Regions from separate parts of the Zea mays genome. Here region 2 is linked to region 1. Evidence: chromatin contacts called from public Hi-C data. All regions are on one chromosome and are shown on one strand. The core of a region is the stretch at or near the end of the contact, and the rest is flanking DNA. Distances in the headings are between cores, read along the strand shown. Region 1 holds the start of LOC542348 (translational initiation factor eIF-4A). Region 2 holds the start of LOC100276287.

Region 1 (7,662 bases), core at 2,344-4,843:
AGGCTTCCACTACGACTCTATCGGTATCTTTTATCCTTTGCCCTTCTCATAAACTTTCACTCATATCCTTTTCACAAAGAGGGAGAGAATACTAGGCCTCTCAAGTTTCTTCGTTTTTGGCGATTAATGCCAAAGGGGGAGAATTAATAGGCCCAAAGCAAAAAGACCGCACCACCACCCCGTTTTCAAAAAAAATGTTTCACAAAGGGGGAGAAATTATTACAAAAACCCTCTTGACTGCTAAGGGGAGAACTTCTTCAGGGGGGAGCTTTTATTTAGCTAAAGGAAAAGTATATGAAACAGAGAGATAATTTTCAAAATCTTGAAAAATGCCTTTTGAAATCATATTCTTATTCCATTGGCTATTTACAAAAGTATTTGAAAAGACTTTTTCAAAAGATTTGCAAAAAACAAGCTAAGTGGTGCAAATGTGTCCAAAATGTCAAAGTAGAAGAAATCAACCATGCATACTTAGAAATATTTTCAATTGGTTTAATTCGAAGTAACTTATGCACGTCTGTCAGAATTCAAACGAGTTACATTTCTACACTTTATATTTGCTTTGGTTTGTGTTGGCATCAATCACCAAAAAGGGGGGAGATTGAAAGGGAATGGCCTCAACATTTCCTATAATCGATTTTGGTGTTTGACGTCCATCACAAACCACGTGGACTAACTAGTTTGCCTAGTTGTCATTTATCTCAGGTGCATAAAGTTCAACATAAACCAACAAAGAAAATGAGTTGGGGAACTCTACAAAGTATGGGGCAAAAACAAGTAAATGGTGCATCCAGCGGCGCACCGGACATTGTCCGGTGCCTAAGCCGAGGCACCTCATGAACTGGTCGCTCTCGGGTTTTCTCAGCGTGCGTCCGCTATAATTCATTAGACTGTCCGGTGTGCGAACGGAGCAACGACCAACTTCGCCAATGGTCGACTGCGCGGACATGGGTACAGTGAACAAAGTAGAAGTCAGAAGTCTGAATTGCAAAGTCAGAACGCACCGGACTGTACGGTGCGGCAATAGGACAAAAGACTTCAACGGTCAAACGCTCCAAACCCCAACGGTTGGCTGACGTGGCACGCACCAGACAATGAACAGTACAATGTCCGGTGTACCACCGAACTGTCCGGTATATCCATCGACAACAAACTCAGATAACAGCTAGGAAGTGGTTGGAGGCTATAAATACCCCCAACCACCTCCATTCAAGCCATCCAAGTTTTAAGACCTTCACATTCAATACTAGAGCAAAGACATACACTCCAAGACACAATCAAAGGATCAAATCCTCTCCAAGTTCCAAAATCAACTCAAGTGTTTAGTGACTTGAGAGAGGGTCATTTGTGTTTCTTTGTTGCTTGGATTGGTTTCTTCTCCTCACTCTATTTCTTCTAAGTGCTTTGTAAAGCTAGCAAGAGACACCTAGTTGTGTGGTGATCCTTGTGGGGTCTTAGTGACCCGTGAGATTGAGAAGAAGCACTCGACCGGTCTAAGTGACCGATTGAGAGAGGGAAAGGGTTGGAATAGACCCGGCCTTTGTGGCCTCCTCAACGGGGACTAGGTTCTTTGGAAACAAACCTCAGGAAACAAATCACTGTGTTCATTTGTATTGATCTTCACTTGATTTGTTTCTCCCCTCTCCTCTCTCTAAAGTTCCCTTGCTCATATTGATTTAAGTTTGCTCCCAAGGTTATCCGCATTGATTGAGCAACTCATAGCAAGAGCAATATTCCGCACTCCGAATTTATTTCTAACCCTAACCCCAGGCATAGTGTGTGTCTAAAGTTTATAATTTCCAAGTTTCTCCTATTCAGCCCAATCTAGACGACTTTCACCACCACTTCCGCCATTTGGCATCGTCGTCTCGGTCACCCTAGACCTAACGTGATGTCCTAGCCCTCCAGCCGCTCAGATACCTCTTGTAACCGGGGACCCTCTGAGCGCCTCTGTCATCCTTGTCCGCTCGGTCATCATTCTCGTCTTCCATTTTCCACTTCCACATCCAGGGCTGCTCAGGCCTTTGATCTCGTTCATTATGATCTCTGGACTTCTCCTGTCTTCAGCCTCTCTAGTTATAAATACTACCTGGTCATTCTAGATGACTTTTCACTTTCTTTGGACTTTTCCTCTACGCATAAAGTCTGATACCTTTCCCACCTTCGCCCACTTCTTCGCTTAGGTCTCCAAGCAATTATAAAAATGTAATTCTAAAAGTAAATTACTCAAAATTAAATATGTATAGTAATGCAATGGTTAGAAGACCATCAATGTTTTTCCTAATATCTTGAAGAGTTAATACTCCCTACGAATCTTTGTTGGAGCATCCGTGTAAGGGTGTTGTTTCTCCTTGGTCTGCGTAAGGATCGAGTGTTCTCTATGAATTTATCCTTTCATAAAGGATTGCTTTAATTATTGGAAGGGATATGTATGGGTTAGTTTGGTTTAGTTTAGGTTTTGGATGTGAAAAAAAACTGATGTGGTCTATGATTTGTAAAAAATTAAAAGTCGTTTGAAGGATTTGACTGTAGCTATGGGAGACACGGACGACCGAGGAGTTGCGGATGTCAATTGAGGGCAATGGGAAAGAACGAAACATTTTTTTCTACTCACCTGAGGCAGGCGGGTAAAAGGTTTTCCATCTTAAAGTCACTAAAAGATGGTTTAGATGTGCTTTTAATTGTCTACCACAAAAAAACGGCTTTGAAAAAAGTCATTGGTTAGAACGAGACCTTTAGTTTAGCTTTAAACTTTTGGAGCGCATAAACAACACCCAAAAACAAAAAGACGTCTCAAACACACACTAAGTAGCTCTAAGAGGTGAAGCTCATATGCCATCGTCCAATGCTTGTTTGGATGCATATCTATACTACTCTATTAAGAACCTAATTTAGGCATCTGGTGCTATCACGCCAGCGTCCGCAAAAAATAGTGTAGAACGAGCACTCGAACCACACACCTCTTTTTTTGCCCCACAATTTTGTGGCTAACCACCAGACCACACGTAACTTAGTGTTTAGAAATAAACAATAATTATATTTGTAGCCTAGACGCCGCTCCCACGCTCTCCCGCCTCGTGGCAACGCACGGACACATATCTAGTGACTAGTTATCAATTGGAACTATAAATCAGTCTAAACTAGTTATGATTGACTGGTTAACCACTAGTTAAAGGGTTAGTAAAAAATTAGTGCATCTATTATCTTCTTTTATTTAAATGTCACCGAATAATTTTTAGCTAGCTAGTAATTACCTCGGGTATCGAACCGATTTTTTAGTTGTGAATGCACCTAATGTTAATTATTCATTTATTTGAGTTCACACCCAAACTGGAGGAAATAGAATCGTCTCTCTCTTCCGACAGCCTGTTCCTGAAAGGAAATCAGATCACACCAGCTGGAGTACAGCCTGTTCATTCAAAGACAAGATCTCCGAAGATAAAATAAAAACACCAAACAGGAATGTAAATAAACAGAAAAAGAGAGGCAAACACGGGCCTAGGCCCTGGATAGCCCAGGAGCGGCCCACGCGAGAAAGAAACCCTACCGTTCGGGGTGGTGGCATCCGGGATTCGTCCACACCCAGGCACATAAAAGCCGCCTCTCGCCGCCGACTGCAAACCCTCGTTTTTCTCTCTCCTGCGCTGCGCCGTCCTTCACCTCCGCCGCCGAATCCGAGACTCTGATCTCGGGTTCACCGCAGCGCACAGAGCACCCCTGACTCCCGGCCCGATCCGCGCTCTCCTCTCCGACGCTTCAGGTGGTCGTCTCCTCCGGATCTCTTGCTGCCTCGCTTGTTATTCCGTTGCTTTTCGGTGTCCGATCTGCCGCGGCGGTGGGTCTCGGTCCATCTGGCGGCGCTGCCCGTGTGGATCTGTGCCGATTCGGTGGGAGTGGTAGTCATTTTGACGGTTCTGGATTGAGGGACAGGTCTGCGCGCGGAAATACTAACTTTCCCCCTTTGTCTGATGTGGGGCTTTCGGCTCTACACACGATTTCTTACGTAGGACTTGATTGATTTTGTATGAAGATATAATGTGTTTTTTGTGCTCATATTGCAAAACTACTAGTTTCGCTCCTAGAACTGTGCTAGGCAGCTCTTTGTAGCTTGTTTGCTTTATATTTTGTCATGTAGTGTTGCGTGTTGTGCTTGATTATTGGATTCAGGCTGTTTGAGCTATGGGATGCTGCATGCTTGGTTATATTCTATTATTATGTCGTGATGAGGCAACTCTGTGTGAAAGCGATGATGGAATGGCCATAAGGATTTGTTACTTACATGATAGGTTAAAAGCTGTACATGAGGGTTCCGTATTATTCGATATTGTGTTGAACTGTAAAAAACTGTCGCTCCATTTATTTTTAGTAGGTGCTTGCCATTATATCAGTGACTGTAAAACATCAATTGTCTTGGTATGGTTCTGTTTAGATTCTCTATAACTTGAATGATGATTTGAGCATGCATTTTCTATTAATGTTGGAGCATGGATCATCATTTGTACAGTACATTGAATGATGATTTGATGCATTCATTTTGTATTGATGATTGAGCATGGATCATCATGTGTAGACTGTAGAATACAGCCGATTCCCTGTTGAGTCCTGTTGTGAATTACTGGGTACTTGCTTATCACTTGTCTACTAGCATGGTGTTTTTCTTATACTTAAAACAAATTTCATTGGTACACAAAACACTTTCCTTGTTGTAGTCTTTTAGTCAAGTTATGTTATCAGTGTAAAAATGTCGCCATTTCTTTCATAAACATCTTTTTGGTCTAGGTTCATGAATTTCTTTGTATTTGCTTGCCATAATGTTCACAAGTACTGTAACTTCTGTGTCTTAACATATTTGTTTGCTACAGTCATGGCAGGAATGGCACCCGAGGGTTCTCAGTTTGATGCTAAGCACTATGATTCTAAAATGCAGGAGCTGCTGTAAGTAATAAATCATTCTTTTAAAAAAACACTTACCTGCTTGTTTTACCATTTCTGACTTGGAGCCAAGTGATCTAATAACCTATACCTCTATATGATCATGTAATGCAGGAGCACTGGTGAGACTGAGGAGTTCTTCACTTCATATGATGAAGTTTTTGAAAGTTTTGATGACATGGGCCTTCAAGAGAATCTTCTGAGAGGCATTTATGCATATGGTAGGCTGGGAGTCTTCTGTTTATCTTCTGTTTTAGCGAGTTTTTCTTTACATGGTATTCCTCGTACTACCCATTCTTCGATGTGTAGGTTTTGAGAAACCATCTGCAATTCAGCAGAGAGGAATTGTTCCCTTCTGCAAGGGGCTTGATGTCATTCAGCAAGCACAATCTGGTACAGGAAAGACAGCAACCTTCTGTTCTGGGATCTTGCAGCAGCTTGACTATGGTCTGGTTGAATGCCAGGCCCTGGTTCTTGCTCCCACCCGTGAGCTTGCACAGCAAATTGAGAAAGTTATGCGCGCACTTGGTGACTACCTTGGTGTTAAAGTCCATGCATGCGTTGGAGGAACATCTGTTCGTGAGGACCAAAGGATTCTCGCCAGTGGTGTGCATGTTGTTGTTGGTACACCTGGTCGTGTGTTTGACATGCTGCGTAGACAGTCCCTCCGCCCTGATAACATCAAGATGTTTGTTCTTGACGAAGCTGATGAAATGCTTTCTCGTGGTTTCAAGGATCAGGTAAACACTTCTATTTTATTTCTATTCTCTCTATGCTTGATCATGGTACCTGTATTCTTTGCTAGTAAAGTGCAGAGATTAAGTTTAAATTGATTTGCCATGTTTGATTTCATTGGTTAGTTTCTTCGTGTTTAGCTAACATTTTCTTATAATTCTATGTTCTGTCACAGAAATCTGAAAATTATTCTTATAAGAGCAACTCCAAGAGATTAGCTAAAAAGACTAACCAAATTTACTGATTTAGCTACTCTCTAAAAAAGATTTTAGAGAACAAGTGTAGGCTAATCCAACAGACTCGGTAAACCTACGAACTGAATAAAGAGTGAAGTAGGCTATCCAAAAAATGGAGGGTGAATGTAAAGGGATAGAGAGCTACTAAATTTGAAGAGTCGTTTACAGAGTCTATTGGATACACTTTTCTTCTAATATTAGTTAAATTTACCTTTACAAAACCATATATCCAGTCTCTTGGAGTTGCTACAACGCGCTATCTGTTTATGGTACTCTGATTCATTTATGCCTGCTGACTTATTTCTTTGGTGGAATGCAGATTTATGACATCTTCCAGCTTCTGCCATCCAAGATTCAGGTTGGAGTCTTCTCTGCTACCATGCCACCTGAGGCCCTTGAGATTACCCGCAAGTTCATGAACAAACCAGTGAGAATTCTTGTGAAGAGAGATGAGCTGACCCTTGAGGGTATCAAGCAGTTCTATGTGAATGTGGACAAGGAAGACTGGAAGCTGGACACACTGTGTGACCTGTATGAGACCCTGGCCATTACCCAGAGTGTCATCTTTGTCAACACCCGCCGCAAGGTGGACTGGCTCACTGACAAGATGAGGAGCAGGGACCACACCGTTTCTGCCACTCATGGTGACATGGACCAGAACACTAGAGACATCATCATGAGGGAGTTCCGGTCTGGCTCCTCCCGTGTGCTCATCACCACTGACCTGCTTGCTCGTGGTATTGATGTTCAGCAGGTGTCCCTGGTCATCAACTATGATCTTCCCACCCAGCCAGAGAACTACCTGCATCGTATTGGTCGTAGTGGTCGTTTTGGTAGGAAGGGTGTTGCCATCAACTTTGTGACCCGCGACGACGAACGTATGCTGTTTGACATTCAGAAGTTCTACAACGTGTTGATTGAGGAGCTGCCTGCCAATGTTGCTGACCTTCTGTGATCAATTTCAAGAAAAAACAAAACAAAAAAGGGTGGTGAGGAACCTGGTAAGGCTTGGTTTTGTCGAAATACCGTGGGAGAGGGGGTGATAAGGACGGTGGGGTTTCTATGTTGAAGTCGTGGTCATGGACAATTTGTGATTTTTTCTCCTTTATGCCATGTTTTGGAATTTTTGTAGCTGCCTAGGCCTTGTGGTAATGTGCTGCTGTGGGGGTTCATTAGTATGAAGAGGAAGACGCTGCTGGCGCTGAGTCTTTCTCTTTATTAGTATTTTGTTTAAAACTATGTATGACCGAATGGTGGTATTTATTTGTGTCATCCTTGACTCTTATTCTGCTGCAACCAGATGTATCGTGCCATGTCTGCACCACTGGTCTTTGCTATCCTGAGTAAAACCTGTTTACTCTGTCGAGCTTGTCGCTGATACACCGATCCTAGCTGTTTTGAGTAAAACCTGTTTACTCTGTTGAGCTTGTCACCTGGTGATGCAAGGTGCTTATTGACTGGTAATGTATTTTGAAGTCGTTATACTATCTGAAACCCCTTCCTGAGCATTTGAGGTGAGTTTGTTGGCATTTGAGATGAGCTTCTTGGATCTGATAATACATACTACCTTCGTTCTCAAACATTTGTGGTCTGCTAGTTTATTTTTGCACTAAACCACGACAAATAAGGAAGGATCCTGTTGTTGAGTTTGTGCTTAATCCTCATTTGCATGTTGTAAAAAAAGAGGTATTGAGGCCTTTTGTCCTGTAGGTATTATCAGAAAGTTAACAAGGCCGTTGGGAAGGATCACTTCCCTTTG
Region 2 (7,647 bases), core at 615-3,114, 280 kb after region 1:
TGAGTATTTAGTGGTCAATTTAGACTAAGTCTTGTTTACTATTATATGATATATGTGAAGATGTTATATGTTAAAAGTGAAGATAAACCCATAGCTCAAGTCCATTTTAGGCATTTAGTGGTCAATTTCGGTTTCATTTCCTGTCCAAGATGAAACCCGTAGATCAAGTAGTTTCGGTTCTTCTAATAACTATCCGTCTAGACAAGACTCAATCTAGAACCCTTAGCTCTAGTTCTTTTATATGTGTTCCTAAGATTTGCTTATCAGGAGAAAAGTCCAACACTTAGTGAGGTGCACATAAAATACACAAACACCAAACACACATACCGGTATGTTTTTTTGCTTTGTGGATAAATATTTATTTGCCATTCTTATTTTCTCGCTAATGTATCTTACATATTTTGTATAGACCTATCACTATCACTATAACGGATTGGAACAATATCACGATCCTTCCAACATACCTGAGTACTATCACTATGACTCGAGATAAACATGTGAGTATTGTGAAATAATTCGACTTATGTGTCGTTGCCTCGTTTGAGAGTTATAAAAGAACTTATATTTGAGTATTGTGAAGTTCGCTGATTGTTTGTTGCATGAGAGTTGGAGTTTGTGGTTGCATATGTATGCTATATGTTATTTTGGTGAATACATGTCGTGTGGATTAATTAATATTTAGTGTGCAATGTGAATTGAGCAAACTACAAATAAATCTTGTTAAAAAATTCACATTTTCCGTAAAAACAACAAAAACCAGTTAGTTTCGCGATTAACCGGCGGTTTAAAGCGATTTTTCACCGGTTTTTCACCGATAAACCGGTTCAAATTCAAATTGATTTGAATTGGTCAAACCAATCGATTTTTACCGGTTTACCGTTGGTAAACCGTTACCAGTGGGGGATAGTTTTTAACTCTGGAACGGTTTTGTAAACCGTAAGACCCGGTGCTGCTGCACTGTGCATGTGCTTATGTGTCGTGTGTGTGCTGCTGCTAGCCTAGGCCTACTGTGCCGTGTGTTGGTGTGTGTGGACCTTGTGTGTGACTGTAATTCCGACCCCATGGATTGGGAGCTAGCGTGGATTGTGTCTGTGTTAGAGATATCAATGGGGAATTCTTCACCGGGTTATAGTATCCCAGACCCATCCTTATCATATTTGATTTATCCTCATACTCATTCTCATACCTATCATGGGTGCAAAACTCATCCCATACTCATCCCCATTCGGGTTTCGGGTCCCCAATAGGTTCCCATCCCCAATTAAGGGATAACTAGGTACTAACAGTCAGTATAAACTATCCAGATTTCATATATCACTACATCGGCAAGCACTCATACATGAACCATGATCTATTCATCCATCCATCAAAAAAGAAATCAGTACTTCGGGACCAATAGAAGAAATGGAGAAATGGAATCTTCTTACCTTTCTTGGTCACCATCCGAGTTCGTTGGCGCCTGAGAATCTATGGTCGTCACCGTCATCCTAGGCTTCTAGCAGTCGGCGTAGTGTATGGCTGATTATTTTAGTGTTTTGTTTTTTTGCTATTCTGCTAGTTGCCTTGTGAGAGCCGGTCGGACGTGTGGACATTGGACAGTGGAGAGTGAACACTCGGTTGCTGTGTTGCTGTGTGTTTCGGTTCAGACTTTCAGTTTCACTGTTTGTGCCTTGGTGCTATGATTTTGTGTGTGTTGTTTGTCTCGGTGTTTAATATCGGGTAGTTTAATGTTATCCAAACCTGAACTCGAAATTGTGGGTAGCCAAAACTTCACGTTCAAGTTCGACTGATGAAAACCAGAAATATAAAAAAACCTCAAAAGCCCTATCCGAAAATTCGGTAAAGCCGAACTCCCAGCCTGACCTGGAGTGAGTCGAGCAGAAGCAGAGTTTGCAGTCTGAGAAGACCCCTGTGCTGTCCAGCCAACTTTTCCACCTCAGTCTTGGATGCCCCCCCTCCGCCGTCTAGATCTCCCCAACTCCTCCGTCCTCTTGCTTCCTGTCGTCGACCTCGGTGGCCGCCGCGAGCTGCGGGTGGTTCATCGCCGTCGACCTCGCCTCTCCGCTCCTTCTGCACTGCCTGTTACCGGCTTCCTGGTGGTCGACCGGTGCGGCGCGGGTCGTCAGTGAAGCTCCGACTATCCGGATTGACTCGGATCGACCTCTCCTCTCGTGGGTAAGCGACTCGAGCTTTGCCTCAGTTGGAGGTTGGAGTTCGCTGCTCGCCTTGTCCTTGGCGACCTTCCTGTCCCGTCTGCGCTGCGAGCGTTAAAATTCGATTTTTTTTTCTAACCCGGTTACCTGTGGACTCTTGAGCTGCGTGGTGTCCTAGTTATGGAGTCGAGAATCCATCTAAAATCTTGCCTAGGGTCTTCAGCGCCTCAAGCAAGGTTGCGGCCATGCCATTTTGGAGTCCATCTGGCGATATTAGCTGGCAAGGTTTAGGGAGGGTTTTGTGCTGTGCTGTGGAAAATTTGATGAGCGGCTGCGTGGACATGTGACAAGTACGTGGAAATAGACAGTGAAGAGAATTTAGCTTAAAATTGGTACAGGCCATGAACCAGGGAGCATAAGGGAAAAAAAGAGAGATAAGGCAGACAGAGCTTGTATTTCGTATTATCCCTAATAACTTGAGTTCATTTATGGGTAGAAACTGGCAAGTTCCAGGTAAAAAGTCAACTGTCCTGCTTTATTTTGTAACCTAGAACGACTTGTAGAATCTCCTACTTGTTAACTAGAGCGTTGGTTTGATTAAAATGTGTAGTTGTTTTTCATTTTTGGGTAACAAGTATATATATAGTTTTTCCCCATTTTTTTTATTTGTAAGCACCTCCATCAATATTTATTTTTACTTTGTATATGTTTTAATATTCTGTCCTTTAGTATGCACATGTAGTTTTAAACTTTGGATTCAACCTAGTGCAATATCAAGCAGTTTCTGAACTGTTGTTTGTCTTCGAAATAGTTTAATCTTCTATATATACATGTCTTTTTGTTATACAATATGGATTGTTGGTCAAGACACAAAAAAATGGTACTTTTGGCTGAAAGCCTGAAGGTTAAACTAAAATTTCCTTTTTCCCTGTGTTGTCCAGGTTTTTGGATTTTGATCAGTTATATCAGAGGAGTGCTTATGGATGATTTCATGGCTGTAGCTTGCTAGGCCCTGCTTTCCTGTTTGTACAGATACATCATGGCACCACGCAGTAGGCCTTCGTCTAAAAGGCCTCTCTGGTTCATCGTGTTGGTTGCATTTGTCTGTGCAGTAGCCATTGGAGCCTACCTTTATACTCCACGGCATTACACAGCATGTTATCTGGTACCATCAGAAGCCTGCAATTCTCGGCCTCCTCCAGAACCTGCTAGGGTATACACTGATGATGAGATCGCTGCTCGTGCTATCATGAGAGACATCATCCGGGCACGGCCAGTGCAGTCAAAGAATCCAAAAATTGCTTTCATGTTCTTGACGCCCAGTTCATTGCCATTTGAGAAACTGTGGGAAAAATTCTTCATGGTATGGTTTTTGCAGTATTTGCGAATTGCGAGTCGTAGCAAAATTGACTCAATGATTGTGTTTCATCATGTAGCACTAATATTCTCTCCTATTAGGAAAGTAAACTGTAAACAAACTCTATTTGACATACTATCTCATATAAGAACAAAGATATATCCATTGTTGCTTGCGCACCTGAGTGTGTATGCGTATCAAATCTAACCACTTGAGTTTTCTTTCAGGGACATGAAGACCGATACACCATATATGTGCATGCATCAAGAGATAGACCAATTCATGCAAGTCCAGTATTCTCTGGCAGGGATATTCGAAGTGAAAAGGTATCTAACTAGCATTGGCTTAAATCTGTACTATCCTCATTGATTTACGAAGAAAATATTTTCTAGCCTTCAGTATAATACACACTGATTTTGAAGAAAAAAATGTTTTGTTTTCTCTCAGAGTGCCGTCTCTAATGATTGTAGAACCCCATTCTTTAAACGGATGGATATAGTTTGTAGAGTACGTCCCGGGATTTATTAATGTTGTTGAACCATCACCTGTACATATCATGTCCAGTAGTACGTGCCTACAGCAACCGTGTCCAAGACTATTTTGAAGTCAATGTCAAAGTTTTAGCTATAGTTGTTGTAGGATCTAATTTTTCAATTTTCTCGCCAGGTGATCTGGGGCACAATTTCTATGGTTGATGCTGAAAAGCGGCTCTTGGCCCATGCCCTACAAGACCCTGAAAACCAGCATTTTGTCTTGCTTTCTGAGAGGTTAATCATTTTTCATTTGTTCTGTTCCCATATAAATTTGAGTGATAGGCCCCGTATCCTAACACTTTATTCTAATTGCAGCTGTGTCTGTGTGCCACTTCATAACTTTGATTATATATATAGTTATCTCATGGAGACAAACGTCAGTTTTGTTGACTGGTAAGTGAACATACTTACACAAAGCAAAACATTAACTTTCCCCCTTGTCAGAGTTGAGAAGATATTTGATTTAAGATATGCTTTTTTTAAATTATGTTTTTTTAATAAGAATTTTGCTTATAACATGCTGAATTATCTTTTTTTTCCCTCAGTTTTGATGATCCTGGTCCACATGGAGCAGGTAGATATTCTGACCATATGTTACCTGAAATTGTGAAGAAAGATTGGAGAAAGGGTGCACAGGTGATCATTTCATATGACTGATCGCTTGCCCTAGAAAGTGGAACTTTATGATTGTTTCATTTTTTTTTGTAGTGACTTTTTTTTTGGCTTCCAATAATCCTCTATAGTTCAAATTCGATTACTTATTACACCTGTTATGGCTTCTCATAGTTAACCTTGAATGTTTTCATGTATTCTTCTCTTGCAGTGGTTTACAGTGAAACGGCAGCATGCAGTTCTTATTCTTGCTGACACCCTTTACTATGGGAAGTTCAAGCGTTACTGTAAGGTGGTCCCTTACTCCCACACCCCCCAAAAAAAGAATTTCTAGGATACCTTGTCTTATTAAGAGCACCGTCAAGTTATTTTTCATATGTAACAAACAGACCTTTGGACACCTTGTCCCCCCCATTTTCCCTTGATATTTATGTCGTTGCTGATGTTGTGATTGCAACCGTACAGCCAGGAAATGAGTGGCATAACTGCTATTCAGATGAGCACTACTTGCCAACTCTCTTCAATGTAAGTGTTCAGAAGCTTGTAGACGACGGCCTTTTGTTCTCTTCGACCAGCCAGCAAAACAACATTTTATTTAGAAAAAAAAACGAACTACTGAACAACACTGCCCTTGCATTTGTGGCTTCAGATGGCTGACCCGACTGGAATTGCAAACTGGTCAGTGACGCACGTAGATTGGTCCGAAGGGAAATGGCATCCCAAAGTCTACAGGGCTGTGGATACGAGCTTCGAGCTGCTCAAGAACATCTCGGTAAGCTTGTTGGAGCCTTCAGAGAGAGAGAGAGACAGTTTGTTGCCTTTGGTGTTTAATCTAACGGTTTTGCCGATGCCCCGCAGTCCATTGATGAGAGCGTCCATGTCAGCAGCAACGCGAAGGTAAGAGTACTTCGATCCTTGGCTTTGCTTGCATTGGCCTGTGCCCAGTTACTGCCAGCCTAAACGGACGAGGTGTTGTTCCTGGGAAACTCTAACGCGCGCCACTGCATTGCCGTTGTCGCGCAGCATGTAGCGCAGAGGAGGCCGTGCGTGTGGAACGGCATGAAGCGGCCCTGCTACCTGTTCGCGCGCAAGTTCTACCCCGAGGCGCTTGGCAACCTGATGAACATATTCTCGAACTTCACCGTCATCTGAGCAGCTGAATGGAGGCAGGAACACAGCTAAGCAACTCTGTCGGATCAGAGTCCAGACGTCGCCAACTACCTGCTGCCGCAACTCTAGTAGATAGATTGCTGGTGATGGCTGCTGAGCTAAGGTTATTTGCCAGCTCTTGAGACGGCAAGTTTTGCTGGTGTGGAACGATGGCTAGGTTGGTGCGATTTGCGAATGTGACGTGTGGACTTCTGTTGTTGATACTGCTGCAGATGAATTGTGATTAAATTTTATGATCTTTCATCTAAAATCCAATGTCTCACGCACATATTAAATCATGCTCTTTCATCTAAGATCCAATGTCTCACGCTACATTATTGAGGTAGGCGTGTCTGTGGCTGGCAGAGCCGCAGAGGATCGCAGAGCTGGAGGAAGAATGGTGGTGAGACGCCGGAGCCAGCGCCTACGTGGCCAGAGTAAAGGCGGTGGTGGGAGGAGGGCCGTCAGACGCGACGGCGCCGTAGGTCTGAGTCTGAGCTGTCTGTGAACGAAGGGGAGGCAGCGGATGGGACTGTGGGAGGGGGTTATCGTTAAAACGCAGGGGACCACAGGTGTTTTGTGCTAAAACGTTCTAGTCCGTTGGATCACCGATGCAAGGCTGAGATCTCACATGTGCACTGATAGCTGATGTGCACATGATACTTTGCCTTAAGAGCAAGGCTGAACATAGGCTTAAATTTAAACACCCAAATACATATTTTTACAACCAGGAGGGCATTCTAAGGGTGTGTTTGGTTTGACTTTTGGCTTTGGCTTTTGCCCCCCTAAAAGCCAAAAGTCAACCAAAAGGCTAGATCCAGGAAGCAGCTTTTTCTAAAAGCCGACTTTCTCGCAGTGCAAATCTGAAAGCACCCCTGGACCTGCTTTTAGTGGCTTTTTAGATGAAACTGTGAAAACATATATCGAAGAATTTTTAACGACTTTTAGTGGTTTCCACCAAACAGTTTTTAGCTTTTTAACAGCTTGCAGCCTACAGCAGCTTTTTCCACAGCTCACAGCCCACAGCAACTTTTTTCACAGCCACAGCCCAACCAAACAGACCCTAACTCTTATTCTCTACAAACTATGGAAAAATTACAGCATTCCTCTGCAGCTCAAGACCTCGGATCTCAGAGGCACAACTCGCTCCTCGTACTTACTCTCTCTAGCGCCGGTCGCGGTCGTCTTCTATCTACTTGAATCCCATAGCTACCACTGGGATTCTGACGAGGTGGCCGCGGTCGCCTTTCATGGCGATCTCTCCGAAACTGTAGGTGCCGGTCACGGACCTCGCCGTCAGGGTCACAGCTAGCTCTCTCGATGCTCCGGGCAGCACCGTCACCGCCGGAGGCGTCACCTCCAGGGCAACCTCCGGCGGCATTCTCGTCATGATGGTGTAGGTCTCGGTCTCCTCGGACACGCTTGTGACGGTCCGCGTCACCGTCACGGTGCCTCGAAGCTGAGAGATGGCGATCGAGGGGAGGTTGAGGTCGAAGGGGCGTTGACGCCCCTTGGAGCTGGAGTTGCAAGCTGAACCGGCGATGTTTGACACTTCGCTCTGGTTGACGTCAGGGATCGAGCACAAAAATGCGATGTACTCTTCGTGGGCTGCCAGCATGAATAGAGGAGCAAAATTAGACGAGTGAAAGAGGGATGCTATACATTACCATCTGGAAAGCTTCGACCAGACACTACCATCCCAATTACTTTGACCAGCTTATCCCACGGGAAAAAAATGGACGGCAATTGAACTTACTTGCATCTAGAACAAGACCAGGATCAAGGGCAGCTTTTGGGTTAACAGCGCCACTACCACAATCAAACGGTGTGGCCCGAGAAAGTG

What was found. A called contact is a pair of places that touch in the nucleus more often than the background predicts.
Region 2: a contact with region 1 is called in a Hi-C map of ear, with 3 times the contacts expected there. The contact joins the promoter of LOC100276287 here to the promoter of LOC542348 in region 1. A contact is called at or near these places in 6 of 25 Hi-C or Micro-C datasets (bundle sheath, ear, endosperm and 2 more).

What each region holds. Positions count from the first base shown.
Region 1 is chr6:96,420,663-96,428,324 of Zm-B73-REFERENCE-NAM-5.0, forward strand. It overlaps LOC542348 (translational initiation factor eIF-4A), which reads left to right and starts at 3,594. Exons shown (of 5, transcript NM_001111926.2): 1 at 3,594-3,760; 2 at 4,863-4,935; 3 at 5,047-5,153; 4 at 5,242-5,672; 5 at 6,223-7,262. The coding sequence starts at 4,865. The coding sequence ends at 6,858.
Region 2 is chr6:96,698,443-96,706,089 of Zm-B73-REFERENCE-NAM-5.0, forward strand. It overlaps LOC100276287, which reads left to right and starts at 1,865. Exons shown (of 11, transcript NM_001150112.2): 1 at 1,865-2,175; 2 at 3,095-3,516; 3 at 3,738-3,836; 4 at 4,177-4,277; 5 at 4,359-4,436; 6 at 4,589-4,679; 7 at 4,867-4,947; 8 at 5,121-5,180; 9 at 5,305-5,427; 10 at 5,514-5,552; 11 at 5,679-6,092. The coding sequence starts at 3,193. The coding sequence ends at 5,807. It overlaps LOC103629592 (subtilisin-like protease), which reads right to left. Exons shown (of 11, transcript NM_001301471.1): 10 at 7,561-7,647; 11 at 6,718-7,412. The coding sequence ends at 6,997.